Regions from separate parts of the Pan troglodytes genome. Here all the other regions are linked to region 2. Evidence: chromatin contacts called from public Hi-C and HiChIP or PLAC-seq data. All regions are on one chromosome and are shown on one strand. The core of a region is the stretch at or near the end of the contact, and the rest is flanking DNA. Distances in the headings are between cores, read along the strand shown. Region 1 has its middle 16 kb from the start of TCP10L. Region 2 holds the start of EVA1C (eva-1 homolog C). Region 3 holds the start of CFAP298 (cilia and flagella associated protein 298).

Region 1 (4,078 bases), core at 869-3,368, 160 kb before region 2:
AATCCTTAACCAGTGACACCTATTTTTATACCTTTAATGCTTTGTGCTTTAAGTCTATTAAATCTAATAGGTATAGCAGCTCTCTTTTAGTTAGTTAATATATGTCTGGTATATCTGTTTCTATTCTTTCTCTTTTGCTATTTCTAAATCTTTATCTTTAAATATGATCTTATAAAAAACAGACATTAAGAAAAGTATATAATCTGAAAATAACTTTCCTTTTAACCTGAGGTTTTATTTCATAAACTGAAAATGTATCAGTATCCTTACCGTCCTCTACAACCAACTCAAGAGTCTTCTAGTTCTGATTCTCCTCCCCGATCTCTCATGTCATTGTGTTGGCTTCTGCCAGGATTTTTACTCTAAGTTGTCTTTACCCTCAGCATTAGTTATGATTATTACTGTGGCGTTTACATAGCCAGTGTTTACTTTAAACTTTTTAAATTTATGCAGAATTTGGGGCGCTTCTTTCCCGTTTCTTGGGCACAATTTCCTTCTACTTGAGGGCATGAAGAGATGGGGGCAATCAACCCTTTCAATTTTGGCTCATCTGAAAATGTCCTTTGTTTTGCCTTGTTCATGAGTGATCATTCATCCTGATGCCCCTTCTGACCCCTCATCCCGTAGCTATTCAATGGTCACCATGTGGCAGGCATTGTTTTAGGGCTAGGGAATCAGCAATGAGCACATTTGTAAAAAGTTCTTATTTCATGACATTTTATTGGAGGGAAGCACTTTTATGTTATGGACATGGTTTATTTCCTTAAACCTCATGAACCAATCTCTGCTACTTTCAAACTTTTCTTCTGTAGCTTTCTCACTCCTCTCAGCCTTTGTGGAACTGAGGAGAGTTCCTTGCTCTGGAGTAGGCTTTGGCCTGAGGGAACGCTGTGGCTGGTTTGATCTATCTAGACCACTGTAATAAGGCTGTTTCGCTTTCTTGTCATTCATGTGTTCACTAGAGCAGCACTTTTAATTTCCTTTAAGAGGTTTTTCTTTGCATTCACAACTGGGCTAACTCCTGGGTGCAAAAGGCCTTGCTTTCAGCCTATCTCAACTTGGAACAGGCTTTCCCCACTAAGCTTAATCATCTCTAGCTTTCGATTTAAAGTGAGAGATGTGTGTCTCTTCCTTTTACTTGAACACTTAGAGGCCGTTGTAGGTTATTAATGGTGTAATCCCACAATTGCGTTTCAGGGAACAGGGAGGCCTGAGGGGAGGGAGAGAGATGGGGGGCAGCTGGTCATTGGAGCACTCGGAACACACGTGACATTTATTACGTTTTCTGTCTTACGTGGGTGCGGTCGTTGGTTCCCCAAAACAATTACAAAGTAAAATCAAAGATCACTGATTACAGATCACCATGACGGATATAATGATAATGAAAAAATTCGAAATATTACAAGAATTAAAAATATGACACAGAGATATGAAGTGAACACAAGCTGTTGGAAAAATGGCACCCATAGAGGTGCCCCAACAGAGTTGCCACAAACTTTCAATTTGTAAAAAAAGTGCAGTATCTGCGAGGCACGATAGAGCAAGGCGCAATAAAACGAGGTCCACCTGTGCGCGCAACCCCCTCACAGGGAGGCTGTAAACACAACGCAGGAACATCATGAATAGGCCCGTTCTGAGCACTGGGCTACAGAGGGCGCTGTTCGGTAAACAGGTCACTTCGCTGCACAAAGCCGCTCACAGTACATCTCTGAAGTAACGCGCTCAGATTTTAACTTTTCAACCTGTGCCGTGCCACAAACTGGGTCACTGAAAACCGCGGAAGTTTATTCCCCCCCGACCAGGGGGGCTGCGCCCTCAGGGAGCTGAGCGGTCCCCGTGAGGCCCCTTCGCTGCCTGCACAGTTCAGCTGTGCCGTCCCCAGCGCGGCAGTCCCTGGACCTGGTGTGCAGAGGAATCGTGGTAAGAAATGTGCACACATCATCCAGACAGACGGTCCCGTGAGTCTGTCCAACAGAAAAGAGGAAGGCGAGGCGGAGTCCTGAAGGCGAGGCTTGCAGAGGCGGGAGAACCAGGCGGAAGGCCACGGGCCTGCCGGGCTCCCGGCAGCGACGGGGGCGGCGCCCTCAACACGCCGGCGCCGTAGGAAGGCCGAGTCTGTGTTCGCGCTGCCTGCGGTGTGTGGCAGCTGCGCGCTCCTTACCTGTGGGGCAGAGTTGGCCGGAGCCACTGCCTGAAGAAACTCGGCTCTGTCCTCTGTTCCGGGGAGCGGAATGCGGCCAGTGGACGTGAGTTCCTTCCGTTGCCTTCCGCAGCCCACAGCTAAGTCACTCTGATGAGCATCTCGCAGGCCTGCGCTTCTGCTTCTCGTTGCCTTCTAGGCGGTTCTGACTTTGACACCCCTTTCCTCCTCTGCTTGTGCCCTCGAATCCTACGTTAGGGAAATGGGGACCCTGTTTTGAAACAAAATGAGAAAGAATCATAACCTTCAACTTCAGAACACTTCAAAGTCAGTAGAACCTGTAAGGAAATACAACAACATTCTGACTATCTTCTATAGATTGACAGCATTAAAAGACGCTGTAAAATAATGTAATTGTATAAAAAGAAAAGAAAAAATAATGGCAATAAGAAAAACGTTCTCAATTTTACTATTAAAAATTTAGTAATAGAAAACTTTATTCACAGAAATTCATACAGAAACCCAACGTGAATAATAGATAAAGTTCAGTTGTGTTTGTCAACTTGCAAAACCCACCACCTCGCAGGTGGACCCTGAGGAGATGGTGGGTGATAAAATCTAATCTTCATCAAGGATGTTGGATAACCAGGAAAAAGCAGCTGTATGTTAATAAAGCTGTATTGCCTGTCCTTCTTTACAACTGCACTTTAATTAGATATTTACATTTTGCCTTTATGAATATATAGGCAAATGTTTTTCCTGTATTTTCCTTGATGAAACATGTTTAGATATTCATTTGACTTCTTTCTTTCTCATTATTCCCTTTATTTCATTTAAGATGTATACTCGTATTGAGCTCAGATCTCTGAACTCTTCCTCTTAATAAACAAACCTTCTACCTCTTTTAGTTCATTAAATCTATTTTAATCTTTCCTTGACAGTGATTTTATAAACAATGGTTGTTTATCGGAGAAAATAATATCTGGACTAGAAGAAGTGTCAATGAGATTAGTTTTACAAACTATCAAGTCAGTTATCTAACTTGCTAAGTGCTGTCCAAGTTAGATAACTAGATAACTAGTAATTTAATAACACTACAGAAACATCGTGTTGTCTACCTTTATAAAAAATTATTCCAAATAATTATGTCATTTGTTTTCATTTGAAGAATACATAGTACAGACAGTTAAGCTAATGATTACACTCATGGAAGCTGACAATTCAGAATGGGCAGTGTGATAATGTAAGATTAATTTTTCAAATATTTTAAAGTTTCTATTAAATATTTAAAAATTATACACCAACTGGGTCTTAAGATGGCCAACTCGATGCTGCTGGGAAGTGTGGCTCCCATGGAGAGAGGCCGAGATTTTGACTAAATCAACATAATTTCAACAGATCTTTGTAAAGAAGATGCTGAATGTGGATGTAGAAAAGATGCAGACCCTGAGGCTGAAGAGGGAGGAAGCTGGAAACTCCGTGCGGGTAACTGAATGCTAAGGCTGCTTCCTGGCCTCCAGCGGTGTCTGAGGAAAGGGTAAGTGAAGGGACTTGGAGACTGGAGACCTCACACGCACCACGGACATTTGAGCTGGTAGGTGGATGTCTTCAGAGATTAGACAGAGACAGAGCTGCCACAGGCATGGTGCCAGGAACCTTTATGCTAGGGACAGCTTTGGCGGAGCCTAACCCCACCAAGGGCTGCCTATCTCCCTTTGACAGTCTCTGGCCCTAGCTAACCACTGGGGAGAAAGCAGGGCCACCTTCCCTGTGGGACTGGGGCACATCTGTCTCACAGGCCACCTGCCTGCCAGCCCCTCCCAAGGCTCCTGCCTGGCCACCCTGCAGAAGCCTGTATACAGCATAGCTCCACTGCCCAGCCTGGGTGCTTTGTGCCACCTAAGTGCATTCTGGAAGCCTGGAAGCCCTTCAGATCCT
Region 2 (3,754 bases), core at 166-2,665:
CTCTTACCACAGAGTTCTGATCCTGGGATGCTTGATTTTAAGGGCCATGGGTGGCTTGCCAAATGGGCTTATCTTGGCTTCCTTTGCTAGGTAGGAATACTGCCTTGATATTACATATTCAAAGCAAAGAACCTCTGACCTAAGGGCTCTCCACTAACAATGACATTCTCTGTAAGTAAACTAGAACCCCAACTCAACTTCTGGTTTGCCCTTGTTCTTTGCTATGTACTAGCCTACTGCACAAACAGGACTGAGGAGGACTCCCTTTACCACCATTATGTTGCAAAAGACTCTGCACTGCAGGACCCGATAGGGACTGACTGTGCAAAGCCTGAACTTGGCAGAAGATCCCTGGAGAAGGAGGAGTATGGGGCTCAGAGCTGCTCCCTAAGCTGGGCTGGGGAAGGCTGAAGGCCTCCAGCCTTGCCAGAGGGAGATCCAGGTGTGCTTCAGCGGCAAGGACATGTGTTACCTTAAGCAACTGCAGCGCTAACTTAAGCATGTGCTCCCATGGCTATCGTCAACCTAGAAATCCCTTTCACTTTGGGGCGTCACACCTGTAAGCTCAGAACTATCTGGGATCCGCTGCGAGAGCCTGGATCACGATTCCCAAAAAGAAAAGCCTCCTAGTTTATTCGAGAGTAGGAAGTCATTATTTTCTGTGAAGGAAACTGGAATTGGAGAGGGAGGACCCTGGTACACTTTGGCAGAGAGGCTCCTCTCTCTTATCTAAGTATCTCCTCATCCCTCACTGCCTTTCCACCAGACCTCCAGTCCCCGCGGGCTTCCCTTTCTACCTGCCATGTGGACTCGAGGTCCAGTGTCCCCTGGGCTAGTCTCCTTACATGGGCAAACGGGCTACGCGGGTGACAAACGCGGTGCAACGCCTCCGACCACAACACGTGTATTTTACAGGGCTGGGCGCGGCACAGGGCTCAGTTTAAGGAGCCTCCATAGAACGAGCGTGGCTCAGGACCAGGTCCCTAATGCTAGGAAACTGACGAGGTCAACAGCAGGGTGAGAAACTCTGAATACATTACACACCCTTCCTTCTTGGGAGTGGCAGTCCCCCGTCGCCACTTCACTTGCAGCCACCTATATGCCAAGGGCTCACACCAGACAAGACAAGTGTCTGTGAGCCTGCCTCAACTTTAATCCTACCCCGCCGTGTCCACTGGGGCGGCTGCCCCCAGTCGAGGGCTCACCTGGGCGCTCCGCGGTGCCGGGGGCACACAGCCAGGGAGGGCGCTCTTACCAGAGAAGTCGGTGAGCGCTGAGATCTCTTTGGAGCAGACCAGGACAGTGCAGTAGAAGAGGCGCAGGAGCTGCCCCGGCGGCTCTACCTGCCGGCGGAGGCCGGGATGCTGCACGGGCTGGGGCGTCGGCGGTTGGCGTGCGGGTCCCGGCAGAAGCATGGTGCGCTGCGCGGCGGGGCGGAGGCGCAGGCCCGGGACGCGCTGGGGGTCGCAGGGCTAAGGACGGCGTCACATGGCGGGGAGAATCGATGGCCAGCGGCTCCGCGGCCCCCCGCCGCCTCCCTGCCCAGGCTGCCAGAGCCTCCTCCCCTGCGCGGGCCAGCCCAGGCGCCCCAGCAAAGGGGAGGGGGCGGAGAACTGGGGCGGGGCGAGGATCCCCGAAAAGGATCCGCGTAGTTTCCCCGAGAGGAAATCTCCGTTGCCGCCGTGCCGGAGGAAGCGAGGGGGGCCGTAGGGAAAGCGCAGCCTTCGCGCGCCCCGCGGCTGCCCAGGCCGATCCCTGGCGCGCTGCCCACCGCGGAGGGCGCCCCCAGTAGCGCGCCCCGGGCCGCGCACCTTGAGCGCCTTCCACACCCGGGAAACAGCCGGGCACCCGTGGCCCTGCCCGCGCTGGCCGGGTGCCAGCCTCGCCCTGGCGGCAGAAGGAGCGCGGCCGGTGCCCGTGACGCACTTTGGAGCCAGCGCCGCGCGTGCAGCTGGGGCGCCCCCGGGGCGGGGCCGATCGGGGGCCGCAGGAAGGTGGGGTCCTGGAGGCGTGGGATCGCACCGCTGCCATCCCCGCCACCCGCCGCGCGCCACGTGCAGTCACCCGGCACATACAGTTATCGCCATTTCACAGAAGCGGAGACTGAGCCCCGGCGCCGTGCCCAAGCTCTCGCAGCCAGGACGGCGACGAGCTGGAGGTCTCAAAACCGGTCAGATGGCTCCGGAGCCGGGATCTTTAGCTCCAGCTCGGCTTCCTTTGGGTGCTGGTTGTCCGCAGCGCTGGGGGATCTGACACTGCACCGGCGCAAACAGCCGCCGAGCGCTAATAATTGGGCTTTGTTTTAAAGTGGGCCACAGCATCTTTCTGAACCTCTAGACTGTGTGCGGGGTGACCCACGTTCGGACGCCCAGCCAGTGGCCTAGGAGTGGCCTGCGTAGCCCCAACTCAAGGGTATCGAGGACAAGTGCGCGAGGGGCTCCGTGGCTGCTTGCCGGGTGCGGGTACCTGGCGCCCAGCGACCCAAACCCTATGGACCGCGCGGGGCCGGCGGAAGGGAGGAGGGCGGGCGCTAGGCACACAGTGTTCCCGAACCCGGCGGGAGGTCCTGCCAAGTTCGCGGCGGGCGTGACGCGGAAACGTAGATAATGAGGCCCAGGGCGGGGCCGGACGCACTGCCCCGCGGGCTCCAGAGCTGCGAACGCCCCGGAGTGTGCAGGGAGGCCTGCAGAAAGAAAATGCGGCTGAGGGTCCCCGTGGGACCCACTCAGAGGTGGGCCGTAAAGATCCCGGAAGGGTGGATGGCATTAGATACCACCTAGTACTCCAGCAGGGGCTGGGTCACCGAATTGGGATCTCGGCCTCTTCTTCCAGTCTGGGGAAAGGTGTGTTAAATGCTAAACATCAGTGTTTATCGAGTGAGGCCCAGCCTGTCTGGCATAATGATTTTTAAAATCTACATTCAAATATTAAATAAAAACTCAACCTCCCCAATAACATTTGAACATAAATATTAGTGTGCGCTCTCTAGGTTAGGGAAACTGAAGCTGGGAGTGTGGGTAAGGATGCCCAGCACTTAGGAGCCACAGGGTAAGTAATGTTTGTCCAAAACTCGGGTCCCTCCTGTACTTTCCATTCTGTCTGTTCATTCATCCAGTTTAGATATGAATTGGTACCAACGTGTGCCAGGTTCTGCGCTAGTGACTGACAGTGTTGGCACAGGGAGGCAGCCATGCTCCCGAGTCCTGGGAGTGGGCAGCACTGCCCTGTGGGTCTGCACTGGCTTCCAAATGTCTAAGTGGGCACTGTTACTCACTGTGACAGCATCCCCAGGCTTTCTTACCTGGTAAAGCAGAGACTCAAACATACTCGCACACCAATATTCATTGCAGCATTATTTATGATGGCCAAAAGATGGAAGCAACTCCAGTGCATGAATGCATACAGTTACTATTACAGCAGGGAAGACAGACATTGGAAAATAATGCCCCGTGAACGGACAGTCACGAAAGACAGGAACCGTGGGAGCAGAAGCGAGGAATGAAGGAGCTGAGCCCGAGGGAGGAAGGGAGATATTCAGGAGCATTTTAAGGCAAGATGGATGAGAAAGATAGAGGATGAATTGGCCAAGCAAGAACTAGCAAAACCTGGGTGTTGCGAGAGGATGAACATTTTAGAAAAAGGGACCAGCATGTTGAAATCCAAAAGGAGCATGGCTGTCTTGAAGGATGGAGAAAAGTCTAGACAGCTGGAGCAGAGCAAAGGGAAGAGCCAGGGGACCTGGAGGTCGGCAGGC
Region 3 (3,909 bases), core at 171-2,670, 200 kb before region 2:
TGGGATATTGTTCCTAGTATCCCAACGGGGAGAGGATGATATTACTCCCCATATCGAAGGAAACGTACACCACCCCTGTGATATTGTTCCTGATATCCAGAGAGGAAAAGAATGATATTACTCCCAACAGCGAAGGAAATGTATACCCGCGCTGTGATATTTTTCCCAGTATCCGGGGGGGAGAGGATCATATTACTTCCAATATCGCAGGGTGTGTACACCCCCTCTGTTATCTTGTTGCTAACATCCAGGTTTGGGGAGGAAAACATTACTCCCAATATCACAGGGGGAGTACACCCCCCCGTGACCTTGTTAGTAATTTCCTGGGTGGAGAGGATGACATTACTCTCAATATCGCAGGGGTGTACACCCCACTGTGATATTTTTCTAAATATTCAGGGCGGGAGACGATAATATTACTCCCAATATCGCAGAAGGTGTACATTCCCTGACCATCAAACATAAGAAGTCCAACAACCTGTTTAGTTTTCTTTAGATCTGTATTTGAATTTGTATTGTCCGTTTGTTTATTTATTATTTTTGAGACACAGTCTCACTCTGTCGCCAAGGCTGGAGGGTAATGGCGCGATCTAGGCTCACTGCAACCTCCGCCTCCCGGGTTCAGGCAATTCTCCCACCTCAGGCTCCCTAGTAGCTGGAATTACTGGCACGCGCCACTACGTTCGGCTAATTTTTGTATTTTTAGTAGAGAAGGGGTTTCACCATGTTGGCCAGGCTGCTTTCGAACTCCTGACCTCAGGTGATCCGCCCTCCTCGGCCTCCCTAAGTGTTGGGATTACACGCGTGAGCCACCGCTCCCGGCCTGTCCATTTATTTTTGTTTTCTTTTTGTCACACTAAAATATAAGCTCCATGAGTGCAGTGACTCTGGATCTGTGGGGCCCGGAATAAACAGCGACTGACGCCGACTGCCTTCAGCAAGAGTCCGCTGGAGGATGGCTGGATATTTCCGGGAGGGTCGCTCTGGCAGGAGCCGCTGGAGCTACCCTAGCAACGCCATCCAAATCAACCTGAACGAAGAAGTGCGGACACTCGCCCTGGCCCCTCCGTCCTGAAAAGCTGACCCGCGCAAACAGCAGCGAACAGCAAGACTCAGTTCTAGGTCGCTGCCGCCAAACTTTCCCAGGCCGGAAACAGCGTGGAAACGTTGCCGGAAGTGGAGACTGAAAGCGGCGGAAGGGACGCTGGAATGTGGAGCGGTTGTGGGGCGGCTGCTGCGGAACTCGGCGATTGTGGTTCCTGCCGTACTTCCCGTTCCTCATCTAGTAACTCCCATCTCAGCCCACGTATCTCCCTGAGTGGAAATCTCGGGCCCCAGACCAGTCGATTGGGAGGTCCGCCCTCCCCTTCAGCGACTTGGTCTGTGTTTTGGCAGTTGCCCCGACAACAGTCACTTCCGGGAAGGGGCTCTGCGAATCTCCTTCCGCGGGTCCGCTCAGAATCAGCTGTCCTCTCAGACTGTGTGGGTGGTTTCCCCGGCCGCAGCTCCGTACGGGCGTGGATTGCTGGGCCTCGGTGCACCCCAGCCTCCCCCACTCGGGTTCTGAGCTTGAGCTGGCGGCTCTTTTTAACTCTGCTTCACTGTTGCTCTTGGCAACATCCACTTCCGGGAGCGAGTGCAGTTTCCCCCGCTCACCGCGGTCTAGGGAGCGTGGGATTCCGGACTCTGAGCGACTGTTAGTGCGTCGCCGCTGCTGGCGATCAGGCGACCCTCGGCCGGCAGGACCCGCGGGCCACGCAGCCCGGGCCTTCTCACCGCCTCAGTACCTCGGCGGGACCGCCATGGTTCTGCTGCACGTGAAGCGGGGCGACGAGAGCCAGTTCCTGCTGCAGGCGCCTGGGAGCACCGAGCTGGAGGAGCTCACGGTGCAGGTGGCCCGGGTCTATAATGGGCGGCTCAAGGTGCAGCGCCTCTGCTCAGGTGCGGCTCGCGGGTGGGCCCATCCAGGACAGATCGAGAGACCGGCGTGGGATGGAGAAAGAGGGGCAGGGTGGGCCGAGGGGTCAGGTTTGTGAAGATTATTGAAGAGATTTGCAGCAGCCGGGGTTGAAACGGGACACTAGGGTTAACCGGAGATGAATAAGGAACCGGAGAAGATCCGGCCTGTCTGACACCCCGGGCTGGGAGGTGGGCCCAGGTGCCTCTCGGAGCCAGGATTTGGGGTGCTGCGAATAAGTGGAAATGGGCTGGGGAGGGAGGAGGGAGCCGAAAGGCCGGGCTGAACAGCAGACTTAGTGCAATTAATCACGTGTGAGGGGTGAGATGAGAACTAGGTGGGCTTTTAAAAGCTGAATTTACTATTTTTAGTCGCCCGATGTAAAGCAGCGAGCCACCTGGCTTTGGGACGGCCCCTTACAGTTGAGGAAGCCTTGGTGATCTTTCCCCGCCCTGGAAACGGCCTCTTGCGTTGCGGCGCCGTCTCCCTACCCCGCGCAGGTTCCAGGGCACCCGCTTTGCCGCAGAACTTTCCGGCGGTGGAAGGGCCCCCATCTGTGCTGTCCATTGGGCAGCCGCCGGCCACTTGTGGCCGTAGAGCATTTGGAATGTGGCTAGTGCGGCCAGGCAACCGAATTTTACATTTGCATTTTAATTAATTAAATATATAAATATAAATAAATATTATATATAAATATAAATAAATATTATATATAAATATAAATAAATTATATATATATATATATGGTATGTGTGTGTGTGAGAGACAGGGTCTTACTGTTGCCCAAGCTGGAGTGCAGTGGCGCGATCTCTGCTCACTGCAACCTTCGCCTCCCGGGTTCAAGCTATTCTCCTGCCTCAGCCTCCCAAGTATCTGGGATTACAGGCACCCACCACCACGCCCAGCTAATATTTGTATCTTTAGTGGACACGGGGTTTCATCATGTTGGCCAGGCTGGTCTCGAACGCCTGACCTCAGGTGATCCGCCTGCCTCCGCCTCCCAAAGTGCTAGGATTACAAGTGTGATCCATCGCGTCTGGCTCATTTTAATTTAAATAAATTTAAATCGCCAAGTGGAGCGAGTAGCTGCCGCATTAGACAGCATAGTTTTTGAACTTGACGGGATGATACTTCCTGATGCGGTCTAGGATATTACTATTTATATAACTATCGTGTATATATAGAATATACAAACGTAACTATTTGCAATAAATAGTATATTCATTTATGTGATTTATTAAATTGCATGAATATGTGATTTATTATGAAATGTATTGATTACATTATATGAATATGTGAGTTTTGCACCGTGGAGAAATTCCTGAGGGTCATGGTTCTTTTCATGAAACTTATGTGTAGTTTCTTAATTGAGCTTCCAACACAAACTCAATATTAAATGTTATTTTTAAGTTAAAGCATTTGAGGAGAAAAGGAATTCATCTTCTTTTCCTATAACGTTATAAATTGGAAATGTGCTGAATGCTAAGAGTCACATTAGTGAACTTAAAATTCATGTATTTATTCTGCACCAGTGCTCAGCCTTCAGAAGACAAGGATGGGGCCGGGCGTGGTGGCTCACACGGGTAATCCTGACACTTTGAGAGGCTGAGGCGGGCGGATCACTTGAGCCTAGGAGTTCTAGACTAGCCTGGGCAACATGGTGAAACCCAGTCTCTACTAAAAATACAAAACGTGGTGACACATGCCTGTTGTCCCAGCTACTCGGGAGGCTGAGGCGTGAGAATCGCTTGAACCCGGGAGGCAATGCTGCAGTGAGCTGAGATCGCTGCAGTGAGCTGAGATCGCGCCACTGCACTCCTGCCTGGGTGACAGAGGGAGACCCTGTCTCAAAGAAAAAAAAGACAAGGATGAATAAGACCAGTACCATGCCCCCGTGTCAAAGGCCCAGGCCAGGTCTGGCACATAGCAAGTGGCATATAAATGTTTGTTCC

The links. Hi-C and Micro-C count contacts between places; a contact is called where the count stands out from the background. HiChIP or PLAC-seq counts read pairs in DNA pulled down with a chosen protein or histone mark.
Region 1: a Hi-C map of stem cell-derived neural progenitor cells shows a contact between it and region 2, with 1.9 times the contacts expected there. The contact joins the enhancer-like site here to the promoter of EVA1C in region 2. A contact is called at or near these places in 2 of 7 Hi-C or Micro-C datasets (blood and stem cell-derived neural progenitor cells) and 1 of 1 datasets of contacts at active chromatin or transcription factors (stem cell-derived excitatory neurons).
Region 3: a contact with region 2 is called in an H3K4me3 HiChIP or PLAC-seq map of stem cell-derived excitatory neurons, with 4 times the contacts expected there. The contact joins the promoter of CFAP298 here to the promoter of EVA1C in region 2. A contact is called at or near these places in 1 of 7 Hi-C or Micro-C datasets (induced pluripotent stem cells) and 1 of 1 datasets of contacts at active chromatin or transcription factors (stem cell-derived excitatory neurons).

What each region holds. Positions count from the first base shown.
Region 1 is chr22:33,276,826-33,280,903 of NHGRI_mPanTro3-v2.0_pri, reverse strand. No RefSeq gene overlaps it. Among named protein-coding and RNA genes, the nearest start is that of TCP10L, 16 kb to the left of the region's middle. Within about 2 kb of position 2,118, at least 11 of the 24 cell types and tissues checked have an H3K27ac peak or open chromatin away from gene starts, as enhancers often do. A contact at or near this core is called in stem cell-derived neural progenitor cells, where this site is marked.
Region 2 is chr22:33,119,280-33,123,033 of NHGRI_mPanTro3-v2.0_pri, reverse strand. It overlaps EVA1C (eva-1 homolog C), which reads right to left and starts at 1,415. Exons shown (of 8, transcript NM_001071812.2): 1 at 1,256-1,415. The coding sequence starts at 1,415.
Region 3 is chr22:33,320,579-33,324,487 of NHGRI_mPanTro3-v2.0_pri, reverse strand. It overlaps CFAP298 (cilia and flagella associated protein 298), which reads left to right and starts at 1,420. Exons shown (of 7, transcript NM_001350328.1): 1 at 1,420-1,941. The coding sequence starts at 1,803.